Linked DNA regions of Mus musculus: regions 1, 3, 4, 5, 6 and 7 are each linked to region 2. The links are chromatin contacts, called in public Hi-C, HiChIP or PLAC-seq and promoter capture Hi-C maps. All regions are on one chromosome and are shown on one strand. The core of a region is the stretch at or near the end of the contact, and the rest is flanking DNA. Distances in the headings are between cores, read along the strand shown.

Region 1 (3,188 bases), core at 106-2,605, 460 kb after region 2:
GGTCGAAGTAGAACTCACGCTGAACGTCATCGTAGTCATCGCAGAGTTCCAGAATGGCCTCTCGCGAGTGGCAGAGGAGCAGACGGCCCAGGCGTGTCTCAGGGAAGCGCAGCAGCGTATGGGAACGCAGCCGTCTCTTGAAGCCACCCACATTGATGCGGATCTCTCCATCCTCGACGTCGGTATCGGACACATCCCACAGGCTCTGGCGGGTCATGCTGGAGATGCCCAGGCGCCCGCGCCGCGCGGGGGCGCTACACCTGAAAGCAGAGGGAACAGCATCTATGTGAGCGCCGGCACTCCCCACCCCAAGTCTTTCTCTTGTTTTCTCTTCACCCTCATCTGACTGGCCTCTCCAGCAGGGTCTCTAGGTGAGGTCCAGCACTGGGGTGCAGGAATGGGTCTATGGGAGTTGACTCCCTTCCCAAGGCAAGACAAGGGTGTATGTTTCCACGAGTACACCCGGGCCTCCACCTCCTCCAGGGAGTGGCGCCTGTCGGCTCTGAAAGCCCAAGGGGGCTGTGTGCTGACCTTGCCTGTGAGCAGACCAAGGAGACGCCCCCGCCCTCTCGCCGCAGACAGGCGGGACCCAAGCTGAGATGCGCACTGGCAGGGCTGGGCCAAGAAGGGGGCGCGGAGATTTGGGAGGAGGCAAGGAAATTCACCGCTCTAATCTGTAAATCTGGGCCGAGGGCTAAAAGGGTCAACTCAGCGTCCCAGATCTCCAGCCTTCAAGGACCGATTCCATTCCCAGCCCCCTTCCTACCACCACCCCCGCGCCCTTCTGGCGCCGTGCTCCCCGGCCGCGTGCGCTGCGCCTTCCCGGAGCTCGCCTTGCGCGTTCTAAAAGCGCTTACCTGGGTGCACGGGAGCCCGCGGCAGAGGCCGGCGGGAAACTTCCCCGACCTGCTGGCAAGCATCACCGCGGTGGACGCCGTTGGCTGGCTGCGCGAGTGCGCGCGGGTGCGAGGATGTAGATGTGAGTGCTTGTCTGTGTGCCCCGCCACCGGGCAGGCGGGGTCCACCGTGCGCCTCCTTCAGTCTCCGGCCGCACACACCACCGCCCACATCCGCGAGAGGCTCACAGGTGGCTGCGTGGCCCCGACGCTCGTGGAGCCCCCCTCTTCCGATCTGCGCGCCCCTCACCCACCACGAGAGGCAGGAGCCCACGCCGCAGGCGCCCGTGGAGCGGGGGCGGGAACCGAGCCGGTGCGCCTTGCAGAGGGCCTTGAGCCTGGTGCTGCGCGGTGGTGCTGAACGGACAGCTCCGAGCGCGCCAGCCCGGGGCACAGTCGCCGCCCAGACTCTTGAGACGTTCCGGAGCATCATTCTGTTCTTCGGGCGCCCCCCAGCTTTGCACGGAGCTGACACCTTTTCCCCCTCCCTCGGCATCCTCCAGGGACAGCTGTTATTGTCAGCACCCCCAGGGCTCAGACAGAGGGTTGCCTACAGTGACTTTCCTCCCTCGCCGGGTCTGTAGGAAACAGACTGGAGAATGAAGGATGGCTTTTATGTATAGGGCGGATAGGGCAGCAACGGAATGATCTACCGGCTTCGGCTTCCTCTTTTAGAAACCTGAAGAAAAGTTTCCTATACCTGGAAATGGGGTTATCGGAAAATGGGAGCTGTCAGAGAAGACTGAGGTTGAGCTGTGGCAGGGATATGGGTGGGGCAGGAGCTTGGGTGTGTGCACAGGTCCTGTTGGCATGGGGAGGAGTAATGGAGTTCTGTTTGAGAACTCTGCATGATACCGTGTATGTACAAGCCAGTGTGAGCTTCAGAGGAGTACTTGGAGTTCTGTGCGTGTGTGCAATCTGAGGAGTAGGACTACCCAAAATCTGTGTAAAGTATTGACAAATATGTCTTCTGATGGATGCGAAGATGCATACAGTGTGCCATGTATGAGGATCTGGACATGCATTAGTGTGGTATGTGCATACAGTGTGAGAAACTGTGTGCTGTATAAACACTGACTTCAGCACAGAATTCCCAATCATAAGACATAGGGCCCTCATATTGGCCAAGCCAAGAAATAGACCCTTATTCCTTGGTATCCCCCTGGTCTCTGAGCAAATACATGGTCCTCATTTTCAGACTGTGGCATGCATTGTTAGCAGAGAGCTGGTGTCCTCATGTCTTGGTCAGAAGTAATAGGACAGTTCTTATAAGGTGGCTCCAGACTCAGGAAAAACAGTGCAACCACGAGAAACACATTCTTCATATGTGGCTCTAAGGGTGCCACCTGAATTGAGAGGTGTTCTGGCTCTAGATTGTTTGATGGGTTGGAGCTGAACTCCGGTCAGAGCATTTGTCTGGTATGTACAAGGCCCTAGGTATTGATCCCCAGAACTATGCAAACAGTGCAAAAGACTAGCCTGCTTTAAGCTCCCTCAGAGGGTCTGAAAAGAATCCTTGATCTAGTTTTGTGTTGGATCAGTGGATCCAAGTATGAGTCTTTGTATCAGCCACTCACCTTTGAGCATATATGATGTGTGCATTGGTTACATGTGTCCTCACTAAAAGGACGCTACACCCATGTCTCTGAAGCTTCTGTGAGTGTGGGTCTTCCTGCAAAAGCAGTTCCATATGGGAAGAAGAATAATGTGGTGTGGTTCATGTGAGCTTCCGTTCTTTGATGTTTGATGCTAGTAGTGGCAACAGTGGTGGTGGCGGTGGTGCTGGTGTGTGTGTGTGTGTGTGTGTGTGTGTGTGTGTAGGGAGTGATCTGCCAGTTGGTATCTGCCATCTTCATGCATTTATCACTGTGCTTTATTCATGTCACCCTATCTACTACTGCCTTGCTGCCCTCTTTCCTCTCCCAATCCATCCCCCTATCCCTGTCTTATTTTTTTGATACAGGCTCTCTCTGTGTAGCTCTGACTGCCCTGGAGCTTACTATATAGACCTGGCTGACCTTGAACTCACCGTCTGCCTGCCTCTGTGTTCTGAGTGATGGGATGGGATCATACGTGTATGCCACCTCTCCTGACCCCAACCATCTATTTCTATGGGAGTCTGCTTATCATAGTCTCACCTTATCCTCTGTGTAGTCTGGTTGGATCTATCATTTGAAATCTGGAGCTCCCCCACACCTGGCTGGGCTTCTGTCTGGAGGCTCCTTGGTCTCCTTCATCCCCACGGTGTGCTGCTGGGAGAGTGCCAGCCTTTGCAGAGGTTGTGTGAACTGG
Region 2 (2,881 bases), core at 381-2,880:
ATTTCTTTCATCGGTTTTCAATGGAATTCTCAGGCATGTTAGACGATTTGTAAAATTTAATTTCGCTGGCTGTCAGCAAAGTACATATTAATTTCAGTTTGGTAAAACTTTAAAAACACTGGAGAGCACAGGGGTCCTGATTATTTGATAAAGACTCTCCAATCGTTGGTAATAGTGATGTTACATTGAATAATAATAATAATAATAATAATATCGTTCGGCGTTATCTGCTAGACCCTGTGTATGGGCTTCTGAGTAAAATGACAGATGGATGAATGGTTATGTTCGCTGATTTTCAGTTCAAACACAGCAGAACTGTGTAAAAGCCAGAGAGCTATAGTAGAAAGAGATCTACGATCATGGTGGGGGAGGAGAATTTGGTCAAGTGGGGGGGGGGCACGAAGTTTCTGCCCCTTCCCCGTGCCTCTGCCTTCCCGAAGAGTTAATTAAATTAAGGCGCCCTCCGCATAAACTGGGTTTGTCTCCGCTCCCTCCCTCTCCATTTCATTTTCTTGTTCTGTTCAAGACTGGAATTTGTGGAGCAGAGAAAGTTGCTGTCTGCACCCAGTTTCGCTTCGAAAGCAGTCAGAACTCTTTTGTTCTCTGCTCACAGGTGGGGAGACCGATCCAGCGTTGCTGCCTCCACAAACACCTTGTCCTGCCTCCTTCCTACAACCGCGACTCCATTCCGAGCTATTTCTCGACAACCCAAGCGTCTCAGCTCCTGAGAAGCTTGCCTGTTGGCCTCTGGGCGAAGACCGGAGCAGGAGGAAAAGCAAGAGGCCAGTACACGGTTGGAAAAAATAATCACCCATGACTGGACTATTCCCCTGTGAAATGCGCCTTCGGAGTCGCTGGCTTGATTGCACCGTGTGTCCCGGCCCTTCCGTGCTGAGTGCCGGAGCTGCAGTAGGAGGAAGCGTGGATCCCGCTTTCTAGAGCAGGGGAGCAATATCACGGGGTGATGGGATCTGGCCACAAAGTACGATGATCGGCCTTTATAAATCTTGCCGAATGCGTAAATCTACCAAAACCAAACTAAGGGACAGCGCACAAAAGTACAACTGAGTGTATTAGCTGGGAGTCGCGTGCAGGGACCGGAGGAGGCCAGAACACGAGGCCCGGGACTAGGGTCCGCACGGCTGCCTTTCATTTTCTGAACTTGTAGCGCTCCAGACTGAGAACCTGGGCGCCCCTTGAGCACCCACATCCCTCCCTTCCTTTGGAAGGCTACAGCCTGGCCCTGGAAAGGACACTCACCGCCAGAACCGATGTCTGCCTGGGCAGCGCGGTTCAGACTAGGTCCGGACAGCAGGACGCACAGCTTGGAAAGGTCATGAGGTCCAAACTGGGAGAACTTCTTTTTCGGCGCGTTGTCCCGGGAACCGAGAACATGATCTGGGGGAGCGAAAGCGACAGCGGTAATTGGTCTTCGGCAGTCCGTGGAAGCGGGATGTGTAAAGAGCGAGCGTGTTGGGATGAGTGCTCAGAGCTCGCCCAGATCCCGGTGCCTGGGCCAGTTTCTGACCGCGGACTGCGGGTAAAGTCGGAGCCCGCAGCCCTGCAGGGCCATCACCCTCCGGCTGCGAGCGCGCTGAGCTCCGTCCCAGCCCGCGTCCCGCCCCAGGCTGCCCCTGGCCCGGAGTCCAAGGCTTTAGTAGCGGCCCCGCCTCCCCTCGCGGCGGGCGTCCTGCAGAGGAGCAAGGCTGCAGCGCCCAGGCTCCGCCTCCAAGCCCGGCGCCCGCTAATGGTCCACTCTGTTTACTTGTGTTTGGATAGCAACTGAGTCTTAAAGGCGCAGGTTTGCTTGAGGTTTTCCCAGTTAACCCAGACACAGAGCCCAAGGTGACTCAATTCAAACCTCACACAAAGACAACGCCCATCCCCTCTTTTTGGATGACACTTTCCTCACACCGATAGAAGTCCGACTACTGGATCTTTGCTCCCCCAAGCCCGCAGAGAAGTCCAAAGGGCATTTCGTACTTTTACTCGGTTAGCTGTCGCGTCATTTTACACATCTTAACACTTTTAATATGATCATCTGCTTCAAAGGGCCAAAGCTATCAGTTTTAGATTTTGTTTTCCAGCATATACCGCCCTTCCTCCTATGTAAAACAGTTCTGCCCATACTTTTGGTCAATTGTGACTATGTGTGTAGTCTGGTTTCCTCCCTGTTTTCAAAACGAAGTTTGTTTATGAAGGTGACAATTGACTAATTTCATAATTAGTGCAGAGACATCTGGATGTTCCGGGAGAAATTTCTTTCAATATCTAAGCTTTAATCAGCTAATGTACATTTCATAAGCAGTTAACCAACTTAGGCAAAGGAGTGGGCATCTGCAATCCATTGGCAAACAATAACCTGCCCATCTGGAATGGGTGAAGAACAATCTTTTTTAAATTTTAGGAAAAAACTATTCCAGTGCCTCAAAACGTGCATTATCTTCATTCTCAGCAAAAATTGAGTTCATTGTTCAGCCGCCAGGAAAATTGATTGAATTTGACATGTACTGTTAGGTTTCTTAGTTCTCCTAAAGGTTTAGTTTTGTGAGCGTGTAAATGAGAGGGTATTACAGTCCCTCTGGAAAAGGATGTCAGGGAACGATAAGATCCACTTGAAGCAACTTCTTTTCAGACGCAACGCGCCGCCGGAACAGAACTAAGCAAACTGTCCCTCGTCCCAAACCACTTGAGGACACTTTAGCTGGTGCTTGCAGAACCATAGATCTTTTAAAGGAACTGTACAATTCAAACGTGTTTCACCAAAAGATGCTTTTCGGTCGCCCCCTCAAAGGACAATTACAATAACCTCAACTATGTGAGGAGATGGATAGGTGTAAGCAGAAAGCTACGAGCCGAGCCGAATCGTCAAAGACCAAGC
Region 3 (2,915 bases), core at 220-2,719, 390 kb before region 2:
TGGCCCACAACCATCTATAATGAGATCTGATGCCCTCTTCTGGTGCATCTGGAGTCAACTACAGTGTACTTACATACAATTAATAAAGAAATATTTGGGCCAGAGAGAGAAGAAAAAGTGTCTGAAGACAGATACAATGTACTTACATATAATAAATAGAGAAAACTTTACAATCTGAAACTTTCAAGTCAGAGGCTGATTATGTAATGAAGGGAACTAAGACATAAAACATTTAGCATACTTCACACAAAGTGACATGGAATAACAGATGACTGATGTCACAGAGCACAGCAGCTGCTCAACTAACAGACAGGAACACGAATGCAGAGTGCCTAGGGCTGGGGTTTGCGTCTTCTCCAGGGCATTCCTGGACAGTCCAGTATTTTTTACAGATAGATTTACAAAATAATTTATAAATAATAAATTTCATAATTTAAAAAAGTACTATTGGCCACTCTTTAAAAAGAATGATAGGAGTCACCTAGGACACAAGCCCTCCAGTAAAGATGGTTAAAAGAATGGAAGCAAGATGAGTAAGCTTAGGCTGCTGGTTTTCTTATGTAGTTCTCTCATCTAGGGGAATTTAGTTATTTGATATAAAACAGCACTGAAAAGGAGACAAAGGCCTAGAAATAAGAGAACTAAAAATGTATAAAACCTTGCATATATTCTCATGGCACTACTGTTAGTTTTTTGAAGTGATTTTTTTATGTAATTGTAAGAAAAGCCTATAAGTAGGCTTAGAAGAAACATACAAACTTAGCAGAGAACTCTGAATCTGTAACTCTGAATGGTCACTTGGTTATCACTGTTTTTGCTCACAGGTATGACAGCAAATTAGTTATAACCTATTTTCCTTGGGATTTTCTCTTTATATAAAATACATAAAAATATTTTTATAACACAAAAACATGAATCTAAAAAAAAATCACGGGGAAATCTGAAAAGTACACATGAAAGAATCAATAATTAAAGTGCCAGAATTTAGGGTTGGGGAGAAGACAGCTAAGCATGGATAGGAAGAAAGGTAAATTATAGTGGACATCAGTGTGCTAGGCCTGGAGAGGCAGCAGAAGCAAAAGACAGTGTGACAGTAATATGTTTTGAGATGTGACCTTATCAGGCTCTATTGCTTGATGTAGTTTTGTTAGGTACTTGCACAGAGACTAAAGGTAATAACAGGACAAAGTCTAGGGAAATAAAAACATCACTTCAAGTGTAAACACCCATCACTTTAGAAATAGTAATGAAGCCTAGGCTAAAAACTGTAGACTAAATACTATATATGTCTGATGGCTAAGTCAAAAAAATTTTTTTTTCCTTTTTACAAGTATGACCTTTTCTTTTTCTCAAATAACAGTAAGAGGCACCAAACACACATGAGACAGTCAAGCAAGAGAAACTGTACAGGGAGCAATTGGGAAAGCAAAGCTAAGGAAGTGGCTAAACCAAGTGGTCAAGTGGGGGAGGAGGAAGGAGGAAAAGGAAGTAATGCTCGATTAGTGTTGGGTTGCTCTGTTTCTTCTCCAGGACACACATGGCCTGGTTCAAAGGACTCCCACAACACTTTTACAGTGCTTCTGGTCTTCCAAAAACATGGTTTCCATTTTGTTCTAAAAGCTTCATTCTCTCTAAGGCAATGATTTGAAATGAGCATGTGTTACTCCTTACACCACCTCTGCGAGGAGGCTTAATTAGAAGATTACTTACTATAAAGGAATAACCGTCATCACTGATGCCAAATTAACATAACCAAGGGCATGCCGGCCCCCTTCCTCTTCTATTTAGTTTACTTTTAAAAGTGTGATCATAGGATAAGAAAACAAGAGAGGTTCACTGTAGCATTTAAACAATATGTGGTTCTATGTGGTGCTAATGCTTCAGTTTCTAGTTGAAAGTCCTTACACCACAATAGGAGAATAAACCCAGGGCACTTAGGTTTGAAGGCCACATGCTTGCAGACGATTCCTACAAGTCTAACCTCAGCTTGAGCTGTGAAGCACATACATATTCTATTCTCACAGCACTACAGCCTCTAGGTCAGTGCTTCATAACATGTTCTGAGCCTGTCCCCAATCAGTGATGGATACCAATTTCTTTCAATTCTTTGGAGGTGTATACTGCACCTTGTATTTTTCCAGTTCTAGAAACAGAGATAGGAATTTTCATGAATTGCAGAATCCAGTTGTAAGTTTATAGAGTGCCATCCACTGCATACTCACAACCATCCTAGGGTTATCAACTCACCTTTAGAATACTGTTCACATTGAAACCCAGATACAGGGGTATCAACAATATACATTCTTTTCCTCATGTATTGTGAAGTGCTATTGGGTGCAGCGGAGTTGTCTTTTACATCTCAGGAATGTGTGACTTCTGGTATCACATGGTCAGAGTATGCCAAATAATTACCTGCATTGTGTCATTCCACAGAGGAAGACAATGATGAAAAAGCTTTTCTAGAAATCTGCATACTAAACTTTATATGCCCCAGTACAGGGGAACACCAGGGCCAAGAAGTGGGAGTGGGTGGGTACAGGAGCAGGGGGCGAGTACAGGGGACTTTTGGGACAGCATCTGAAATGTAAATAAAGAAAATACCTAATAAAAAATTGGAAGGGCAGCCACATTCATTAAAGAAACTTTAGTAAAGCTCAAAGCACACATTGCACCTCACACAATAATAGTGGGAGACTTCAACACACCACTTTCACCAATGGACAGATCATGGAAACAGAAACTAAACAGGGACACAGTGAAACTAACAGAAGTGATGAAACAAATGGACTTAACAGATATCTACAGAACATTTTATCCTAAAACAAAACGATATACCTTCTTCTCAGCACCTCATGGTACCTTCTCCAAAACTGACCACATAATTGGTCACAAAACAAGCCTCAACATATACAAAA
Region 4 (3,332 bases), core at 483-2,982, 460 kb before region 2:
TCATAGGGCCACTATTAAATTTATTAAGATCAAAGGATGCAACAGATGAAAATGAGGAGCTTTAAACCTAAGTCTGCTTAGTGAAACTCACAGCACAGGCAACTTTGGTGGGACCTTAAATAAGCACAGCCTTTCACACCTGGTGATATTACAAAATATATCTGAAATGCAGGCTCTTGTTAATCAGTAGAATTCAAATTCTGATTAACTCAGAAAAATGAAATGTATACCAGAAATGTAGTAATTTTGGCAATATTCAACTATATATGCATCTGAGCTGCATTATTGACCTTATTTTACTGAATGCTCTTGAATGCTCGGAAATGAAAATCATTTCCTTGAGCAGATGAAAGGATGGACTATGGTATTTATTAAAAAAAAAATAGTACAAAAGTGAGAAGGCAAGTACAGCTTCCTTTCTTATGCCTTGTAAGATGCGCCAGGAGCTTAGCACTGCATACAGGGTCAGCTGAGCCTTAACACCGGGCAGAAGCCGGGCCCTCCGAGCAGGGTCACGGGTATGCTTCCTTACACGGGCCTCTCTTAAGGCCCCAGTGAAGTCAGACGCACAGATTCCTCAGAATATGAAAATAATTTCAGGTTTGCTTCTGTTTCTCAGCCATCACTTGTGTATCCTGAGTGTGAAGTGTGGTTTAATGCTGATTTCTGAGTGACTGCCCCTCAGCAATGTGTGACGACTGCAAGAGCTCGCTGGCCCTAAAGCACTGGTTTCGTTCCTGCGGAGTTATGTCCAAGCTGTTCTGTATGTGTCAGACCTTGAATCTCCAGATGATGACAAATTTGGCGTCACAAGTAAACCCTCCTAGTACTGAATACAACCGATCAAAGTTTTTAGGGAGCCTGAAATTTCAAAGATCTAGACATAGCAAAAGATAACGATACTGCTACCTTTCCAAGAAGAAACAGGGAGGCATTTAAAACACTACAATTATTCATGTTTGAAAATTTATGTTTATATGCAGTGCAACCTCTGTGCACAATGCCTTTCAGCCACCAGAGTCCCTTGACCCTGCTTGAAAAGTACATGCAATTGTGCATGTAGACGCTATTCCTGGGGCAGCCCCCAGGCACCCTGGGCAGAGGTGGAAAAGCATTGTGAGATGACTATCCATGGCACCGTGCCTTCCCAAGTAGCAGAGCAGGTCCACTAAGGAACTGGAACCTCACTGCAGGAGGAGGCATCCACTCTTCCTACTCAAATTGATGAAATGAAGTAACCTCATCACTAAAATAAAAACAGGAAAGGGTGTGTTTGACGGAGACAGACTCAGAAGTGTTTTTGATGGAGATCCAGAGGAGGATTATCCGGAACAATACTGTTCAAGAACTACAAACAGCTAGAATCAGCCAGACTGTGAATGTGGCCTTTTGTCCAATTCTCAGAATCTTGGGCTTGAGAGTTTTGAAAATTTTCAAAATTTTTACTGAACTGTAATAAGCATTTTCAAAGTTTAGATTTTAAGAAAATGTAGCAATAGAATGTCCCAGCTGAGTCATCTTGTCTGCAGATTCAGTTTCTTACCAAGCCTGGAACATATTTTGTATCCTTAAGTTACTAAATAAACCTGAGGCTGTCAATTATTAGATCCTAATTACCCTTCCAAACTTTCTGAAGAGCTACCAGGAAGCAGACTGATTGAGACTAGCCTGTCACAGAGATCCTGCAGTTATTTCATGCAGCTACACCCTACAAGGTGACCTCATAGGGAAAGGGGAAGAATCATATTGCAGTAATGAAAACAGAGTGGGAATTCAAGCCCCAGAGGTGATTCTCCTCAGTTGATGGTAATGCACACCTTGTGGGGGACCAAACATCAATTGGAAAGTTTCCTGAAAATGGTTCCAGCTATTTTCTCATTTAAAATGTTCCAACTTGACTTGAAGCATTAGTCATCATATTACTTACATTTATGATGTATTATGAAATCTCTTACCAAAACCCCAATGGGTTCAATATGGCTTGTTATACTCAAATCATAACATCTATGAAGAAAAGCTTCTTTGCTAAGTGCTTCTTCCTCTGGAATTTTATTTGTAAAAGCTACTATTTTATTTCAGATAAGTAAAGCTCAGCTGGAAACCAGTGCGCCTGGGTGGCTGTGCACACAAGGACAGTGTTCTTCCCAGTCCTACCGCAGGGCTAAGTGCGAAACACAGAACTAACCAACGTATCATCCAGCTTGACTTCCTGCATAATTTCAATAAAATCTTTTCAATAAGATGCCTTTTCCTCTTATTGGGTTGTCACATACATTCTCACTCAATAATTCAAATTCTGATTTTTGATACAGCATTCAAAAAAACCATAATCTTAAAGACAGTGGACAATGGAGATCGGGTATTCAGAGTAACAAGACCTGGAAACCTAGAAAGCTGCTGACTGCAGTGAAAGCAGTGTGTTCTCCCTGAAGGTTCGACATCAAGGTCTTCAGCAGTGGCAGACCTGATCGCTTCAGTAAAAGGGGGGCTGGGTGTGTTCTGCTCTCCATGACGCTGGCCATCTCAACTTGAATCATCAGTAGTGCTCTTTGGTGCTTTCACTGTGAGCTGGTATCACCACTATTGTGACAATTATTTAGCTGTACATCTTTATGACCAAGCACTGTCTTTTTAGATGTTTCCTTGTCCTACCTCAAACCACGGCATAGAAGTTACAATGAGAAGATGATTGCACTAGTTTTCTACCATGAATGAATTGTACTAAACTCATTTAGTGAGCATCTCTCATCAAGGAAGTACCTATATAAGGCGTGATTGTTAATTTGGGTTGTCTATCTGATTGGAGGTCTACTGATGTACACTCTGGGGAGCTTCCATGAGGGTATTTCTGGGGAGGTTTAACTGAGGGGTGAGAAGAATGTGTGGAGAACTACTGCAGATGTGAGCAGCACTCTCCATAGACAGGGTGGGGGATGGGGTTTGCAGGGAATAAGAAGGGGAAAGAAGTAGTCACAGCCTCCCATCACCACAGACAGGAGCTGCTCCTGCAGTCATGCCAGCCTGGACAGACAGACCACATGCTCAGACCACCAGCCAAGGTAAATCTCTCCTTCCTGAACTTAGTCTGTCAGTGTCAGGTGTTCTGTCACTGTGGCAAGAAAAGAAACTAATCCGAGCCTAAACACATCACTTGCTCCAGGAATGTTTGCAGTTTCTTTGGTGCCTACTCCTTGTTTCTTTTGCTCCTCTCCATGGTGATATATTTACATTCATGGAAACAATGCATAGAGCTTCTGGAGAGAGTCACTGCTTTGAGGTAAACTTAGTGAAGTTTCTGTTATCAAGCTGCTAGTGAAAAAAGAGCAGTCACT
Region 5 (3,154 bases), core at 468-2,967, 400 kb before region 2:
TGAAATTACATATGAGAGTATTCATAAAGTTGAAAAAAATCATGTGCTCCCTATCTAAATATTTATGGAATAGTATGGCATGCTGGGGCTGGGAGAGGTAGTTACACTGGACTTTTAATACAAAGATCGTCCACATTGGAAATTTTACATAAATAGAACATTGTATTTATTTTATCAAGAAACAAGAGTTTATTTTTATACTTCTAATTTCTCAGTATTATAGGTTAGAAAAATATTATGAGGAATTGCTATTTCAACTCAGTGATATGGTAGGTAAAATGGGCTTTGGTGTAAAGAGCTTCCTTCAGTGAGCCCAGTCAATGGTATTATTTATTTAAAGAAACTTAAGCTTGTGGTGGTGGTGGTACATCGTGTAATCACAGCACTTGGAATGTAAAGGCAAGAGGATTCAGAATTCCAGGCCATCCTTGGTCTTTTTAGCAACTTCTAGGCCAGCCTAAGGACTAAAGGAGACTTCAAGTACAACAAAACTGAAACTTAATGAAGAAGCAAGGTGTAAAGTTGAATATTATAGAGTACAGTAAAACAAAATTTTAATGCTTTAATTTCTCCAAACCAGATGTTATACAACATCCCACACAATGTAACTGTTCCATCAATGACAAGTTTTGTCAACAATGAGGCAAGAATTCAAAAAGGAAGCACAAAGGACACTCATCGTGCTCAACAGACGCAGCAGTGTACTAGAGTCTCAGTTTTCCCCTGTTAAGAGGTGACCATCCCAGGTCTCTGTAGATTTACTTACCAAGCCTGCCTGCTAAGTGTCTATTCACATCCTCACAGTTCAAGACATTGTTGTACTAACTGAATTATAGAGGTAGCTCAGTCAAGGTTGAGTTTTGTTTTTTTTTAAGATTTATTTATTATATGTAAATACGCCATAGCTGTCTTCATTATGGATGGTTGTGAGACACCATGTGGTTGCTGGGATTTGAACTCAGGACCTTCAGAAGAGCAGTCAGTGCTCTTAACCACTAAGCCATCTCTCTAGCCCCAAGGTTGAGTTTTATTGTGATATGTGGTCTAACCTAAGTTGTAAATTAGGAAAAGGGCTGGGACTAGTGTTAATGGACTATAATACTTAGATCATTATTTGTATTTCAAAATGGTAGACCAGAAAGAAAAAAAAGGGCGTGGGGTTTAATGACCCACCCACAGGGGCACAGGTTACTCAACATCTACCTTTTATGCTAGTTTCCCTTACTCCTAAGCTTGTATAGCCTAAACTTACTTTCAGCAATTCCTAAGCTCAAGAAAATAAATTAGTACTAAGGAAAACTTTTCATTGCAGGGTCTGAACGCAGGGCCAGTTCTCATTGTCTCTCCAGGTCTATTTATATGTTTCTTACATGCATAATGAATCACAGTAAGTTGGTCATTCTTTATATTATATTCAGAGTTTTAAGTTTGACAAGTTTTCATTTTTTAATGAACTCAGGTTTTAAGAAAACAAAACAACACATTCTGGGCACTTTTAATCCGGGCTTGCATCAGGAACAACCTGGCTTAGAAAGGATCATGATGCTAATTCTTTAAAAGTGGCTACCGTGTGTACAAGGTATATATTCTTTCTGCTGATAAAATCTAAAGCTCTTTCCACTGATGTCAATGTGGAAACCATTTTGTCCCATGGCTGCTTACAGCCCTGCAATAGGATTAAGTCAGCTGCAAGTGCTCATTAGATCAGGCTTTACAGTGGTGTCTGAGCTGCAGTCTGTTTCTCATAGACTTACGTAGAGACTGACTTGGATTGGCTCTTTAGAGCCACTCTCATTTTACTAGAAACAACTGTATCACATCAGCCACTCTCATAAATTTACTTTAAGATGGAATCAGCCCGAACCCTGGAGCAGATGAAAGTTTACTGAGCCTATGCACTCTCTGTAGGAGCCAAACAAAAATATGTGTTTAGCTTCTGGAGCAATGTACAGGACTGGTTATTAAATATTCCAATGGGCTACTGCCTTACAACTATGAACTTAACAAAACTGTAGCTGAACTTGAATGTCTACTGATAAAGTATATCTAAATTCTTATTTGATTATCAGATGATTCACATAATTATTTAAAGAAATTATGGAATTCATGGAAATGAAGCAAAAAATCAGCATGCTTTAAAACTAATTTCTAATATGCAGACTAAGTTGAGCACATTCGCAGTTAATCTTACCTAGTAGCAGGTTATCACTGCCCAACAGAATATAGTTACTTAACAAAATAGCAAATTGACTTTTGTTTCTAACTCCAGTTTCTTTGAAGTAGCTCAACCCTCAGGATTTTGTTATCTTGTTGACATAAGGAAATCCACCAAGTAATTGCAAAACTAAGGCTCATTTGCAAACTTCCCTGACTACATTCTAACTTCCTAAAACAGATCAAATGCAAACTGAACTAAGGCAATATGTTCTTCTGTCATTCATATTAATACTCTGAAAAATAATACTGTAAAAGTCCTGAAATGAAAAGTAACCAAGAAGAGAGAACATTTCTAGAACATTATTGCCAATTCTATATCATTAGAAAATGGTCCTACGCAGACTTTGTGTGCCCCGGTACAGGGGAACGCCAGGGCCAAAGGGGGGGAGTGGGTGGGTAGGGGAGTGGGGGTGGGTGGGTAAGGGGGACTTTTGGTATAGCATTGGAAATGTAAATGAGCTAAATACCTAATAAAAAATGGAAAAAAAAAAAAAAAAAAAAAAAAAAAAAAGAAAAGAAAATGGTCCTGCTTCTCCTTTGCCTTTCCATGAAAATTAGCACAATAATCTTCCACATACTCGGTATTGTATGTGAAACAGGTAGAAAGTTGTAAAAATAGCTCAACTCAGCTTGATTTAGATCACCAGGAATTTTACAATGTAGTATACTTCGAGAGTTAACAACTTTCAGTCACTTTAAGAAGGTAGTTTTCTGCATAGTTGTAAAGGTAATGTGAGAATAATGGAAGACAAGGTTGGAAAGGCAGCACCCAGAAAGACCCTAGGTGACAGCTTTAAAAATGTCAATACTTTCTCTGATGCCCCTCAGCCTTAAAACAGGGCCTCTTGAGTATGACATCCATCAAGCTCTAGGGCACTTATTTATTCTAGGGCCTCAAGTCAAACATCTGAGCTAAAGCTGAAGTCCACTGATAAAT
Region 6 (3,178 bases), core at 435-2,934, 410 kb after region 2:
AAAACAAAAAACAAAAAAACAACTGAATCTAATTTACAGCCTTTGTGAAACCCTCTAATGGAAACATTCGCTATGGTGGAAACCGTGTATCTTTGTTATTAACCTTAACTATGTTCAGATTCTGGCTACCTTTCAATAACTACATGTCTTGAGAAGTTAACATTTTTAAAGATTATTTTATGTATAAAATACTTGTTCTGCCTGCATGTCTGTGTGTAAATCATATGTGTGCAGTGCCCATCAAGGCCACAAGAGGATGTGGGATCCTCTGGAACTGGAGTTGCAGGGGTTGTAATCTGTCCTATGGGTGCTAGAAATGGAACCTAGGGACCCTGGAAGAGCGGCCAGTGTCGGTTGCTGAGCCATCTCTCCAGCCTCCTGAATGTTCAAATAAACTCTGGTGTTTCTAAAACTGTAAACTTTCAAAAGTTATAGTATTTTACTGTTTCACAAAACTGTTGCCTTAGGTAAGATTACAGTGTCTGCTGGAGGCAAGCAGTTGATTCATGTAACTACTGCATTGTATAGACATATCCATAGTAACATGAATCCATATAAAAGAATATCTCCTGTAGAGCTAGCCTGAAAACATTAAATAGCCGAATGCCGTCCAGGTCTTTTCACTCACTCGGCTCCCCAGGGAGTGTCCAACACGTTCTGAGGGATACTTTCTCACTGAAGCCTTGAAACAGCTTATTAGTCCCTAGTTGCCAAACTTATCCATACATAGTTTACTGCCTTACACACAGCCCATCAATGCTATTGGTGATTCCTTTCTGGTCTAGACAAGAGTTTCAAAACACATAATGCTAAATTAAAAAAAAAAAAAAGGTGAAATTTAAAAATAGAAAAGCAGGTCTTCTCTCTTAAAGGTGGAAGATGTGCAGCACCAACTATGGGCAGCAGAGGGTGCTGGCTAGCCAAAGACATAATGTTCTCATGGAGGCCGAGTGAAACCTTGTCGTTGTGAGGGGGGCTTCAGTAAACAATTGCTCATGTCTGTGGAGCACAGTGGCTTCATGTTCTTCGGTTCCACAAACCATTAATCTGAAAGGGACCCGTCTTCCTAACTACTCAAGAGCCAGCGATCAGCTGGAGGTATCCATCCTTCACAAATGTGTGCACCTCCTGTGTTTGACCTCACCTCCACCCTGTTGAGGATTGCTCACTCAGAACTCACTCCATACAATTCAGGTAATGTTGGAGTGTTTAATTTTACTTCTTTCTACTGGCTTCCAGTAGTAACTTTCTTAATGAGACTTAAAAGCCTTTCGAAAAATAGTAGCAGGTTATTCACTCTGCTCTAAGCTAGCTAAGAAGCCCACTCCTTTAGGAGCCACTAAACAGTGTCTCATTTGAATGATCAGAGCAGAGATTTCCCAGGGAAAGAGAAAAATCCACTGCCATCATCCTGGCAGAGTCACGTGCCCTGTTTGGTATTGTTATAATTTAGAATGCAAAAAGATCAGTGAAAAACAGTTTGGGGTGACTGAAAAATTGGAAGGTAGTTAACAAAACCCACAGATGCCTTCATATTTAAGAGTGCTTCCTTTTTTGAGCAGCATAGCCTGGTGCAGCTGCTGACATGACAGCCATTGTGGACTGTGAGAAAGAGGACAGTCTGGCAGCAGGCTTTGTAGTGAGGATGATGAAATGAGGCAGTTAACACATCTGCAGGAAGAAAGCAATAGCCAGAGCCATGCCTGTCAGCACTGCAGCTGGGCTTCAGTGAGGTGCTGAGGATACAGAGACTGTGCTTGATGATGGTGGGCCTCGGGGCCTCTCACACATGACACACTCTGGCAAAAGAGAAGGAGCTGATAAAGTTTTCTCGTGTGAATGTCCCTAATAGAAAATGGGCCAGTGGAACTGAAAGAGAACACTGATAGCCAGAGAGGGCAGTGTGTGTGAACCGGCTTTAAGGAATATGATTCTGTTTAACAATAGTTTCTTAGCAAATTTAATTTTGTCTATTTTGGTTTTGTACCTCTTCTGAAATAAAAAAGGCAAGGAACATCTTTTTTACACTATTCTTGCTCACTGCTTCTGTTCATTCCAGGTGTTAGGCACGTAGGGCTTGGTCTGCTGTATCACTCGGGACTGGGGATCACATAGTGTTATCTGAGAATACAAAACAGTGCGTAGACGATTCCTTAAACAACAAAATATTCCAGCCACTTGTACATGGAAAGTTCCTCAGGAGCACGTTGACTTCTGTATTGCATAGCTGCGTTATTATTATTCCAGCAGAGATAACCCAACAGCATGGCTCTCATTTGCTTCCTAATTACAGATGCATTTCCCCTTAATCCTTATTAAAATGGACTTTTTAAAGAGTAAGCTGAAATTTCATCCTGTAAAATAAAATGTAAAGATTTACTAGTAAAACTACTTCATATTAATGTGTATTATTCAAACCAGAGCTCACATTCTGATCCCCAAGTTTCCACTCACGACCACAGTCTCCTGGCAGGGCAGTGTGTAGATGCAAAGTGAGATTCGATGCACTCTGAAGAGCCCCAGCTGGGGCTCGCTTGTGTTGTCACAGTAGTTGTGAAGCCACTCAGAAAGCAGGTGTCTGGCTGGAGCCTGGCCTCCCAGGTATGTCAGCTTGGTACTGCCCTGGCACTGACAGACTCTGGGGACATTTGGGGAGGTACTCATTTTAAAGGTAATACTAGAGGCAGACTCCCTCGTGCTTTGTGCTCTACCAAGTGAAACCAGAATGTTTAAGCCCTACCCCACTCACACCTTTTCCATTGAAACACTGTAAAAGTCCTTGCAGCCCATTCGTTTACCATAATGGTCCAAGCATGAGGTTTGCTGAGTGCTTATTACAAGTAATGACAAACAGGATGGCTCAGTGCACAGACACTATAGTCCTCTCCGTAGACTAGAGTCTTGGATGGTTACCTTTGGAAGTTGATACCTCGATCATAGGACCCTAAGACAGTAATGTTCCCTTGGTCTCATTTTATACCCTCCTGGATGTTTTCCCTCCATCATACTTTCTTTTTAATGCAGGGTCTCTCCCTGAACCTGGACTCACTAATGTGACTAGACTAGCTCAAGGGATCAGCCTGTCAGTATGCTGTGTCCCTCACCCAGCACTGGAATTAGATCACCCAACTTTTACATGAGTGATGAGAATCTGAGCTCAGGTCCTCATGCTTGCATG
Region 7 (3,054 bases), core at 343-2,842, 500 kb after region 2:
TGTAGTCTAAGGGATTCCTGTTTATTTCTCCTCGTGGTGTACATGTGGGATGGCGTGGGGTGGGGAGACAGTTAATCCCCGACAGTTCAGATTTCGCTTCCTCCCATGGTTATGTGTGAATTACAAGGTCTTGAGGCCTGTGATGGGTGGAGTAGAGATAGTGCTGGTAAGGAGTTCATGGTTGCCATGTGCCTCTCCTTCCTGGTGGTCTTTGGCCATGGGGGCAAGGACGCGGGAGCTGTGTGTGGTCTGCTTTGATTTCAGTCCTTGTGCGTTGGTCCTTGGCTCATTCATGCCTCCTTGGAACCTATGGAAACCTGACTGTTCTCTGATCCCTGAGAGGCTACAGAGGTTCTGGAGACTGAGAGGACAAACACTGTGCAGCCATTCCTGCTTCTGGGATCCTGAGCTGGACTTATTCTCCTTCCTGGGAAATGAGATGTTTTCTGTTTTCAAATGTCCTCAAAACCTCTCTAAGGCTTGTGTCAGTTGTAGATAGAAGGTATGTTTCTCAGCAGACCCCAAATTTTCCAGACTTTCTCCATTTCCCAGTTTAGGGGATATTTCTCTTCTGGGGAAGAAAAGCAAAGAAGCAGCCCTGACAAATCCCCAGCCCTCACTCAGCCCCATCCCTGGATTTGAACTAGAACTTCATTAGTCTCTCACATCCTTCCTTAAGAAACGGTATCCTGGTTTGCTTTCTCTTGCTGGGATAAAACATTGATCAAAAGCAAAGTTGGGAAGGAGAGGGTTTAATTTTAGTTCCAGGTTCTAAAGCTGTAAGACAAGTGTATTGGGTTGATCTTGGATTGCTATATCAAAATACACTAGTGCACGCACACCGTTTGTCCCAGCACTCTGAGTTTGAGGCCAATGGGATCCACAGAGTGAGTTCTAAGCCATCAGGGCTACATAGTGAGACTCTGACTCAAAAACAACAGCAACAACAAGAAATGTGAAATATCAGGTTGCTTTTAAAGAAAAGAGATATATTAAGAGCTCACAATTTGGAAATAAAAGTCCAACATTGGGTAGCCCCATGTGTTTGGCCTCATGTGAGAGCACCCCCCCACACACACACACTCCCTCTACCTTTGGCTGCATCACATGACAGAAAAGGAATTTCTGCATACAAAAGGAACAAACATGTAGGGGTGGGCTCATTTTATAACAACTTGTCCTAAGGAGAATTAGCTCCTTCAGCTGCCAGCCTTAACCCTTGCAAGTGGAGGTGCCCTGACCACTTACCCATTTCCCAGGAGGCTCTAAAGCACGAGAATTCATCACTTCCTACCTCCCCACTGAAGAACAAACGAATACACCAAGTTTTGGGGGATATCCAATCTCTAACATCCAGAAAAGCACAAGCTACGAACATCCAAGAAGGGGGGAGGGGTCATTGTCAAAACTAGGAGGCCCTGAGCAAGATTTGTCCCTCAGGCAAAGTACAGGAGGACAGTGAGGGTTAAGCCAGGGACCTCTGGGCCTGGCTTTCTTCCTTCTCTCTTCTGTGGGAGACGGGTAACCCAGATGGGCCGTTGAACCCGGACTTTGAACCTCTGCCATGCAGAACAGAGCCCAAGCCGCGGGAAGGCTGGCCCCCACCCCTGCCAGCTGCCTATCTGATGCAATTCCAGGAAATTTGTCCTATCCGTTAGGCCTAGTTTCAGGAATTGGGCTTCTGGCTGGTTTCCTTCAGTCACATGGCTGCTGGAGTGGTCAGCGCAGATAGGTGGCAATGTGATTAGCTGTCAGACTGCTTTCCAGGCTCAGAGATAGGGAGTACATGGATCTTAGCAAAAGACAGTTAGATGGTTAATAGATCCAGACAGCTCTCAGGGAACGGGCAGAGCGGAGCATGGAGCAGCCTGGACAGACCCATCAGATCCGTGCTGAGAAGCAGGCTTCCTCGGAGCCCTGTCCTTCCCTGTAGCCTTAGAAGCCCGTAGCTCTTGTCTCAACTGGTGGAGACAGGCTATAAGAGAAAGCCCTTCCTCTCAGTACTACGGACTGGAGAAAGTCTGCATTACTTTCTGTGTGGTCCAGGAGTCCAAGCTAACACAGGACACATATGCCTTTATCACAGAGTAATGCATACACTCCTGGGGATGTGCCTAAGTCAGTGTCCAAAACAGGAGCAGTTATGTGGAAACCTTTTTCCTACAGGGTTTAGATTCCATCCGGAGGAGGTATAGCAGCCCGGCGTGTTTTTCAGGTGAAGCTCTCGCCTTGCCATAAAATTCGACACTAAGTAATGCTTTAATGCAACACATTTTCCTGTGTGTGTATGTATATATGTGGAGGCCCAAGGCTGATGTTGGGAATCGTCTTTCATTTCTCTTCTGCTTTATTCAGTGAGTCAGGGCCTGTCAATCAAACCCAGAGCTCACTAGTATGGATGGCCTCCCTAGTCAGTTTACTCTGAGAAGCCCCTGAACCATTTCCTTAGCTCAGTGTAATATATGCTTTAGAGCCCAGTGTAATATATGCTTTAAAAAATTGTGTGTAGATGCTTTACCTGCATATATGTCTGAGCACAACATGGGTGCCTGATGCCCATGGAGGCCAGAAGAGATCATCTGATCTCCTGGGACTGGAGTTACAGTCAGGTGGGTGCTAGGAATCAAACTCTCTGAAAAGAAGCGACTGTTCTTAACCACTGAGCCATCTCCCAACCCCCTCAATGCAATACAATTTTAAAAATCCAAATGAGTGCAAAAAATTAAATGATATGTAAAATAATAAAGTATTTAAATAAAAGCAGGCTCCAACTCACAGATAATTTATTCACATTCCCCGCTCAGCCCTGCTGACTTATTTTAAAGAGAGTTTGAACACTGGTTTCAATTTGGCCACCTACTAAGTGGCTGATGTTAGGTTAAGTGACTGAAATGCCTTGAGCCTTTATTACTTCATCTGTGAAATGGAGCAACGATCAACCTCAAAAGTTGTCATGAGGGTTAAATGGGGGATTGCCCAAATGCCTGTGGTTTCACTGGAGCCTTTTGTTGTAAGCTTTGCAGGAGCCATTGTGAACTAGAAATATTCTGCTTA

What was found. Promoter capture Hi-C pulls out the DNA fragments that hold promoters and counts their contacts. Hi-C and Micro-C count contacts between places; a contact is called where the count stands out from the background. HiChIP or PLAC-seq counts read pairs in DNA pulled down with a chosen protein or histone mark.
Region 1: a promoter capture Hi-C map of pre-B cells shows a contact between it and region 2, with 6 times the contacts expected there. The contact joins the promoter of Kcns2 here to the promoter of Osr2 in region 2. A contact is called at or near these places in 14 of 39 promoter capture datasets (the 3T3-L1 cell line, 3T3-L1-derived adipocytes, the C10 cell line and 8 more), 4 of 484 Hi-C or Micro-C datasets (cortical neurons and embryonic stem cells), 7 of 115 datasets of contacts at active chromatin or transcription factors (craniofacial prominence, embryonic stem cells and pro-B cells) and 1 of 9 other capture datasets (embryonic stem cells).
Region 3: a contact with region 2 is called in a promoter capture Hi-C map of pre-B cells, with 3 times the contacts expected there. The contact joins the enhancer-like site here to the promoter of Osr2 in region 2. A contact is called at or near these places in 11 of 39 promoter capture datasets (the 3T3-L1 cell line, 3T3-L1-derived adipocytes, the C10 cell line and 6 more), 1 of 15 datasets of contacts at CTCF or cohesin (pro-B cells), 6 of 484 Hi-C or Micro-C datasets (the C2C12 cell line, the HL-1 cell line, embryonic limb bud and 3 more) and 5 of 115 datasets of contacts at active chromatin or transcription factors (astrocytes, craniofacial prominence, embryonic limb bud and 2 more).
Region 4: a contact with region 2 is called in a promoter capture Hi-C map of cranial neural crest. The contact joins the enhancer-like site here to the promoter of Osr2 in region 2. A contact is called at or near these places in 10 of 39 promoter capture datasets (the 3T3-L1 cell line, 3T3-L1-derived adipocytes, the C10 cell line and 7 more), 6 of 484 Hi-C or Micro-C datasets (all in uterus), 1 of 115 datasets of contacts at active chromatin or transcription factors (craniofacial prominence) and 1 of 9 other capture datasets (liver).
Region 5: a contact with region 2 is called in a Hi-C map of embryonic limb bud, with 2.1 times the contacts expected there. The contact joins the enhancer-like site here to the promoter of Osr2 in region 2. A contact is called at or near these places in 7 of 39 promoter capture datasets (the 3T3-L1 cell line, cranial neural crest, frontonasal cranial neural crest and 3 more), 2 of 484 Hi-C or Micro-C datasets (embryonic limb bud and myocytes) and 5 of 115 datasets of contacts at active chromatin or transcription factors (craniofacial prominence, embryonic forebrain, embryonic limb bud and 2 more).
Region 6: an H3K27ac HiChIP or PLAC-seq map of embryonic stem cells shows a contact between it and region 2, with 7 times the contacts expected there. The contact joins the enhancer-like site here to the promoter of Osr2 in region 2. A contact is called at or near these places in 5 of 39 promoter capture datasets (the 3T3-L1 cell line, the C10 cell line, pre-B cells and 1 more) and 2 of 115 datasets of contacts at active chromatin or transcription factors (bone marrow-derived macrophages and embryonic stem cells).
Region 7: a contact with region 2 is called in a FOXA1 HiChIP or PLAC-seq map of pancreatic cancer cells. The contact joins the enhancer-like site here to the promoter of Osr2 in region 2. A contact is called at or near these places in 3 of 39 promoter capture datasets (the 3T3-L1 cell line and pre-B cells) and 3 of 115 datasets of contacts at active chromatin or transcription factors (astrocytes, pancreatic cancer cells and pro-B cells).

What each region holds. Positions count from the first base shown.
Region 1 is chr15:34,835,522-34,838,709 of GRCm38.p6, reverse strand. It overlaps Kcns2 (K+ voltage-gated channel, subfamily S, 2), which reads right to left and starts at 1,355. Exons shown (of 2, transcript NM_181317.4): 1 at 858-1,355; 2 at 1-260. The coding sequence starts at 217. Gm32970 (a long non-coding RNA gene) reads left to right here and starts at 35. Exons shown (of 7, transcript XR_383919.3): 1 at 35-371.
Region 2 is chr15:35,294,847-35,297,727 of GRCm38.p6, reverse strand. Osr2 (odd-skipped related 2) reads right to left here and starts at 1,630. Exons shown (of 4, transcript NM_001368665.1): 1 at 1,261-1,630. Gm52178 (a long non-coding RNA gene) reads left to right here and starts at 1,694. Exons shown (of 3, transcript XR_003951500.1): 1 at 1,694-2,881.
Region 3 is chr15:35,680,450-35,683,364 of GRCm38.p6, reverse strand. All of the region lies in intron 33 of Vps13b (vacuolar protein sorting 13B), which reads right to left. Among named protein-coding and RNA genes, the nearest start is that of Mir875, 21 kb to the right of the region's middle. Within about 2 kb of position 1,469, at least 12 of the 459 cell types and tissues checked have an H3K27ac peak or open chromatin away from gene starts, as enhancers often do. A contact at or near this core is called in pre-B cells, where this site is marked.
Region 4 is chr15:35,758,916-35,762,247 of GRCm38.p6, reverse strand. The region is part of intron 35 of Vps13b (vacuolar protein sorting 13B); the gene reads right to left. Among named protein-coding and RNA genes, the nearest start is that of Mir875, 100 kb to the right of the region's middle. Within about 2 kb of position 1,732, at least 10 of the 459 cell types and tissues checked have an H3K27ac peak or open chromatin away from gene starts, as enhancers often do.
Region 5 is chr15:35,697,859-35,701,012 of GRCm38.p6, reverse strand. All of the region lies in intron 33 of Vps13b (vacuolar protein sorting 13B), which reads right to left. Among named protein-coding and RNA genes, the nearest start is that of Mir875, 38 kb to the right of the region's middle. Within about 2 kb of position 1,717, at least 5 of the 459 cell types and tissues checked have an H3K27ac peak or open chromatin away from gene starts, as enhancers often do. A contact at or near this core is called in embryonic limb bud, where this site is marked.
Region 6 is chr15:34,889,332-34,892,509 of GRCm38.p6, reverse strand. The region is part of intron 10 of Stk3 (serine/threonine kinase 3); the gene reads left to right. Among named protein-coding and RNA genes, the nearest start is that of Gm52204, 19 kb to the left of the region's middle. Within about 2 kb of position 1,684, at least 42 of the 459 cell types and tissues checked have an H3K27ac peak or open chromatin away from gene starts, as enhancers often do. A contact at or near this core is called in pre-B cells, where this site is marked.
Region 7 is chr15:34,793,964-34,797,017 of GRCm38.p6, reverse strand. The region is part of intron 2 of Gm32970 (a long non-coding RNA gene); the gene reads left to right. Among named protein-coding and RNA genes, the nearest start is that of Kcns2, 42 kb to the left of the region's middle. Within about 2 kb of position 1,592, at least 35 of the 459 cell types and tissues checked have an H3K27ac peak or open chromatin away from gene starts, as enhancers often do.